2 separate regions of the Mus musculus genome follow, and region 2 is linked to region 1. The links are chromatin contacts, called in public Hi-C maps. All regions are on one chromosome and are shown on one strand. The core of a region is the stretch at or near the end of the contact, and the rest is flanking DNA. Distances in the headings are between cores, read along the strand shown.

Region 1 (3,103 bases), core at 218-2,717:
TGGGGTAGCAGTCTATGTTGCATATGACTCAGATGTGATTTTGTAGAATGGAAAGTATTGCTAAGTAATAAATTCATGTTGAGTGATACAATGAAACTCGTAAACTATAGACAAAACAACAATTCTAAGAGCCTTTATTTTAGGAATACTATTAACAAAGGGGTTAGGATTTAGCCATGTCTATTACTTTGACATCCTTTATCTTTCTACCACTGATGGGCGTTGAAGTGGTATGAATATGTTTTGTAAAGTTTTGCTAACACTAGAGTTGGACTAGTTTGTTGAAGAACTGAGCAGTTCAAATACTAAAGAGTGTTGAAGACTCCTCACAGAACAATTCCCAAGGTCACGATTTATGTAAAATCACCACTGCAAATATTGAAAACAGTCAAATTGTATTTTCTATAAAACTTAAAAGGAGACCCTTCTTCCCCTAGTTGTTTCACATCCTTCTGAAGGCTTTAAAGCATAAATTTCTTGCATGTTCCTGTAGGATGAGCCATGCAAGATCATTTATAGGAATAGAGGGAAATAAAAGTTGTTATTGAAAAAGGAAAATAAAAGTCATAGAGAATTAAATAATTTTCATAGAATATCATCTTAAATATTTTAATTTTTCTTCTTCAGAGCAGAAATTAAGTTTTAAAAATTCTGTTTACATACTCATCCACTGATTAAATTCAGTTTTGTTACCCTTTGATTGTTCTTTGATTTTCTATTGTTAAGTGTCTTAACTGTCTTATTCTTACAATGAAACCATCAGTACTGGAAATAAAGTGACTTAGAATTTTTTGGAACTGTCACATTAAAGGTATAAATAGCTATTGTCCTGGCATTTTATTCAAAGACTTCTTGACAAGGAAAAATCAAATAAAGCAAAAAGAGTGTAGTCTATTTAACTTTCAGAGTTTATTGTAGGTGAGTACGTATCTGATCTGTGGAACTGGCCTATTCCCTACAAACCTGAACTGAGCCAGGAATGCTGGGCTCAATATTTCTTGTTATCATTCCAATAGTACTATCTTGGGAAGAAAGTATTTCCAAGAAAGCATGTTCAGTTCTGGAAATGCTAATGGGTTGGCAATATTCCCCCAAGTATTTCTAACTTGAGGCAAGGAATGAGGGCAGAGTGCAGCTAGTTACTGAGTTGTGGTATTTGCATTTCCTAAATTCTGCAAAGTACTTATCTACTATTCCCCAGTGTTTTGCTTTCCTGTGAAACAAGACTATTCCTGGGAATTTGAAGCAGTTTACGTGTTTAAGGTGGTGCTGAGAATCCTGCTGTTGACTATGCCAACCTAACACACACACACACACACACACACACACACACACACACACACTGAAATCAAACATTGTTTTCCAACCAGTAAAGAGGAAGTAGATACAGATTTGAGTTTCTTTAGGGACAAGATCATGCTGAGAGGCAAATGAACGGCCACTGTGGGGAATTTATTTCTCCTGCTGAAAAAGCAAAGGCTAATAATAATTGAGGTTGATTTGCAAAGTGCACAGCTTCACAACAATCATATGATACCTAGTAATTCTGAAATTGAAGTAAAAAAGGAAGCACTTCAGAAGCCGGAATTATGAAAATCAAGAAGTTGCTTAAAATATTTGAGGGTGTGCTTAGAGAATTAAATGCCATATGCTTTCTTTGCTTCTGAAGAGAGACTGTGTTTTCTCTTGGAACAAAATGCACACGCAGGTGTTTGATAGAGAGTTTAAAAGCTATCAAGAAGAGCCAGAATGTTTGGGGTTTGGGGTAGGAGGTGTTAATTTGGGGAAAGTGATGTGTGCTGGGGGTGGAATGGAGGAACAAACAGTAGGGAGAAAAAACATTTGCTATGTTTGCGAGTTGGGTAGTCTTGTTAGAATTAGAATCTAGCACCTGACTTTAAGCTTACCTTTTTTCATGAAGTCAGATTAGGACGATACTCTTATTTCCCACCCACCCCCTTTGGAATCACTGGTGTTAAAAAAATAATAAATATTTTCTTGTTCATAAAGTAGGCTGGATTTGTTCCCTTTACAGACTGAGGTAGATAGTTATAATCCATTCTCTGATGAAAAATTGAGGGCATTTATATGCTTCTTTCACTGCTAAAATAATAAGTTGGCACAGCAAGTTATCAGATGTTAGATACTTGAAGTATCAATACTATAATCTTGTTGGTGAAGCATATATTATATCTGTGTTGGAATCTCTGAGATATCCTCAATGCAAATGGACCCAGGGTCTTACAGAATAGACTGTCTAAGATTTCATATCTATGATCTGAGAACATGCTAAAACAAGAAAAAGTGGGAAAATTTAACTAGACAGAATTAGGCCCACTCCACATATTTTAGGATATTTCAATGACTTTTGTTATATCATGCAGATTATAACCATTGGGTATACTATGTGACATCCAGAGTTCAAGGCAAAAATAATAAATTAAGCCATAGTGAACAGTAACATAAAGTGAGATGATAGTTTAAAACAATTGGCAGGATTCTTTGGAGAAAGATTTTATAAAGTGATTTGTTCAAAGCACTCCTCATTTTTAATTAATTTCATTTATTCCTTCTATTCTGGAAATTTTCATAAGTAAAAGGGATAAAGATTGAAAAAAATCTTTCAAAGCTATTCCATTATATTAAATACAGACATGTAAGAGTGAAAGATTCACCCATGATTAAGATAAACTAATCATTTTAATCTCACAGTTATTTTAATTATAATTTTAAAAATCCAAATTAATTTATTTTCCCAATATACTGTTTTTATATATACATATATTTGTACAATTTGCATTAGAAAAGAAAGCCTTAATATATTATCCATTATACTTCATTTTCTGAGATTAACATACAAAAGTTTCATGTTTTATATTTTTTGTGAAAGATGCATTTAATAAAATGTTTTAAAACAAAATGACTGAAAAAAATTCTCAATAGTTCTTTTTGTGATTCATGGATGATAAAAAACAAGCTGTTAAAACCCTGTAACAATGATTTCTGTGAAATATAAGCCTACATCAGAATTTACTTTTCACAGATAAGAATGCAAAACCTCTTTACCTCTGAGAGTTCTGCCACACACTCACAGCTGCTGTGT
Region 2 (3,103 bases), core at 382-2,881, 1.2 Mb before region 1:
TGCTCTTTTCTTTTCCTGGGTGCCTCTCTAAATAAAGAGCTGAAATGCCCACTTCTTTGTGGGGTAACTAAACAGAGGTGACGTGTCATGACTACTTCATTTTCTCATATGTGTGTGCAAGTGTGTCCATGCACATGTGCATGCCACACATGTGTGGAAGTCAGAGGACAGCTTGCACAAATTTATTCTCTTCTACTACACGTAAGTCTAGGTCTCAGGGATTGAACTCAGTTTTCAGTCTTGGCAGAAAAGTGCCTTTACCAGCGGAGCCATCTTGTTAGCCCCAACCTCCTTCTGTTATTTCTTAAGAAACAGGACATTGTCTTCAGACAAAGTAAAATTTCCCCAAATCCATCTTTATTTCTTTTTCCCAAGTTGCATCTTCTTCAATAATGCTTTTGAAGTTTAGAATGTGAAGCATCTGTTTGTTTTATTTCTGTCTCCACATCACCATGAGAATTCAGGCTAGAGGAGGAGACTTCTTCCTTTGTCTTATCTGGTGCTGCAAACTCTGTACCAACCAAGTGCTTTGAACACAGTAGGTGCTCAATAAGTATTTGCTAAATGAAGAAGGATGTAAAGAAGAGTGAGTGGGAGAAGCTTGTATATTGTCAAACAAATGGTAGAGGGAATAAGATAAATTACGTAGCTCTTTCTCAGTTAGCTAAACTGCTTTCTTATTAAACTGGTGAGTAGATGAACTAAAAGCCTCTTGTTGGTCGCAGGCTTGTGGTTTTTGGCAGAGGAAAGACTCGCCTGAGATTTAAAAGTGAAAATACAAAACAAACAACAAACAACAAAACAAAACAAAGCAACAAGGTCTTGGCTGATCCACTGGGTGACAGAGCTACAGGCAGCATCCACTCTAGAATCCAGACAATTTAGTGACAGCAACACAGGGCACAAGTGCTGGGGAGGTCAGATGAGTTGAGTTTGTGACATGTGCAATCACTCTTGATGAATCTGATTTTTCTGCAGCATTTCACTGTGGCATTGCGTTTGAATGGGAATTACCTTCTCAGTTCCAGTTTCTTCCTTTGTTGGTGTAAAGATTGATCCTTCAACGCACATTGGTATGCTCTGCGGGGATGGTCTGATTTTCCAGCATCCTAACAGATGGAGTTTACAAGTTTATTTTCTAATAGAAATAGTAGCTTCAAGACAAGGAAGGGGTTGCAGGAGCTATTTATTTTCACTTTTTAAAAAGTAATACCTTCCTGGCGTGTATGCACATAAATAAGCAGGCGACTCCACAGCTTTCTTGGAAGGCATCAGCCACCGTAGGTACGAGAGAAACTCTCTGGCCAGCCTCGGCTTTCCCGTGCTTTGCCTGCACTTGTGTTGGCACAGTTGGTGGATTTTATTATTAGCGGTGTGTCTTACAAGCCATTCATTCATGGAATATGGCCCCGGGAGAGGAATTTTAATGTGAAAATAAAATTGTCATTGTTTTTCAGGGGCTTGGGAACATGTCACACAATCGAGGAACATCCCTAAATAGGAAGGCCTCGATCCAGAAGAAAAGGTGGAAAGAGACATGTTCTCTGTGGGCTCCTTCGATATGGGAAAGTAAAGATTTTGTTGTGTGCGGTGCTAGTTGCCCAGCCTGTCTCAAGCTGGCACTGTGGGTTTGCTGTAGCTGCTGTGTCTGAGCCGAGGAGAGCAGACAGCTGCCTGCTTGTGTTCCTCAGCCTCACAGTGTGTTGTTTGACTCCCCGTTTTAAAAATAAGGTGAATGATCTCAAAAGGAAATCGTTGCAGGGGATTTTATTTCTTGCCTTTTCTAATGGACAATTAAAAAGCAATCCTGGTGCCATTCCAGGGATTTTCTCATTTCTGAGTACAACTGTAATTTAGGCACATTGAATAGTGTAATGTGCTATTAGATATTATCGAGTTTATTTTATTCATGAAAATATGTGACACACCTTATTTGCATTCTTTGAGAGGAAATGTCCTGGAATGGGTTTTGTCTTAGTTCCTTTTTGAGTGTGTCATAAGGTATGCGATACAATTGAACTTCCCAAGAACAAGAATAGAATTTCTTTCTTTTCTTCTTCTTTTAACTTTTGGAGTACAGACTGGGTTTTAAGCTTTGAGGAGATTCAATGGCTGCTCTTGCCTATTTTCTCACAAAGTTCCAAGTCCCACTGTGACACACTTCCTATCTCTAATGGCAGATTTTTATATTCCATATTAGAATACACTATATACCTCATTTTCTTCAGAAAAATTTTTTTGTGTGTGATTTTTGAGGTATGTATGTGAGGTATTTGAGGTACTGCAGGAAACTACAGAACTGCTTTAGCCATTAGAAGTCCATTAGTACTTTGTCAGTCTCCCAAAATAGTAAAGCTATGATCTAGTGTCAAATTTCTGATGAACTTACACATCAGTATAATGTCTTGTGTTAACAAGTGCTCACAGAGGAGGTTCTAGATCCCAAAAGATGGCTTTTGCAGAAGGCTTTCACTCAAATTAATTCAGTGGGCAAGAAGGACACTTGTGTATTCGGGCATAAGGGGTAGGGTGAGTCAATTTAATGGTAGAGAAGTCTCCAGGAAAATAAAATGTCTTAACCCAGCTCAGTCTTAACAATAACATTGCCATCATTGAAACCAGTAAACCCATCATAAATGCACAAAAACTTAAAAAGGGTTCTCTTATTAGATATTTTTTGCCTAATTGGCCTTGGACCAACTATTGAAACCAGATATTGCTTTAAGAACCAAAAATTTTTGTTCCCAATGTCTAAATAGAATCTCCTATGAGAAATCTTAAAAAAAAAGAGTAATTTGCAAATAAATTTACCTGCTGAATTTGTGCCTGGAGCCTCCTGTCTTTACCTAATTCATTTTTGGCTCTTGCTTAGCTCTAGCCATGGTGACACACTGAGAAATTCATGCCAAGTCCTTGTGGGTTGCTGGAACAGCTTTGCACAAGGCCATGGTATGCAAGTGAGGACAGAACAAGCCCCCAGGTTTGGGTCCTACTCAGTAGGGGTTACTCAGATTTGGTCCATGGCAGTTCGAGAAGACCCATTGTGTAGCTGGCTAATTGGTTCTGTTAGCCTGTTACCATTACAGGGATCCAGAAAGGCAAA

The links. A called contact is a pair of places that touch in the nucleus more often than the background predicts.
Region 2: a contact with region 1 is called in a Hi-C map of ventral hippocampal neurons, with 1.8 times the contacts expected there. The contact joins two enhancer-like sites. A contact is called at or near these places in 4 of 484 Hi-C or Micro-C datasets (B cells, the HPC-7 cell line, bone marrow-derived macrophages and 1 more), 1 of 115 datasets of contacts at active chromatin or transcription factors (microglia) and 1 of 9 other capture datasets (embryonic tail).

Annotation. Positions count from the first base shown.
Region 1 is chr2:46,364,539-46,367,641 of GRCm38.p6, forward strand. No RefSeq gene overlaps it. Among named protein-coding and RNA genes, the nearest start is that of Gm13470, 77 kb to the right of the region's middle. Within about 2 kb of position 1,468, at least 25 of the 459 cell types and tissues checked have an H3K27ac peak or open chromatin away from gene starts, as enhancers often do. A contact at or near this core is called in ventral hippocampal neurons, where this site is marked.
Region 2 is chr2:45,180,125-45,183,227 of GRCm38.p6, forward strand. No RefSeq gene overlaps it. Among named protein-coding and RNA genes, the nearest start is that of Gm28643, 49 kb to the left of the region's middle. Within about 2 kb of position 1,632, at least 28 of the 459 cell types and tissues checked have an H3K27ac peak or open chromatin away from gene starts, as enhancers often do. A contact at or near this core is called in ventral hippocampal neurons, where this site is marked.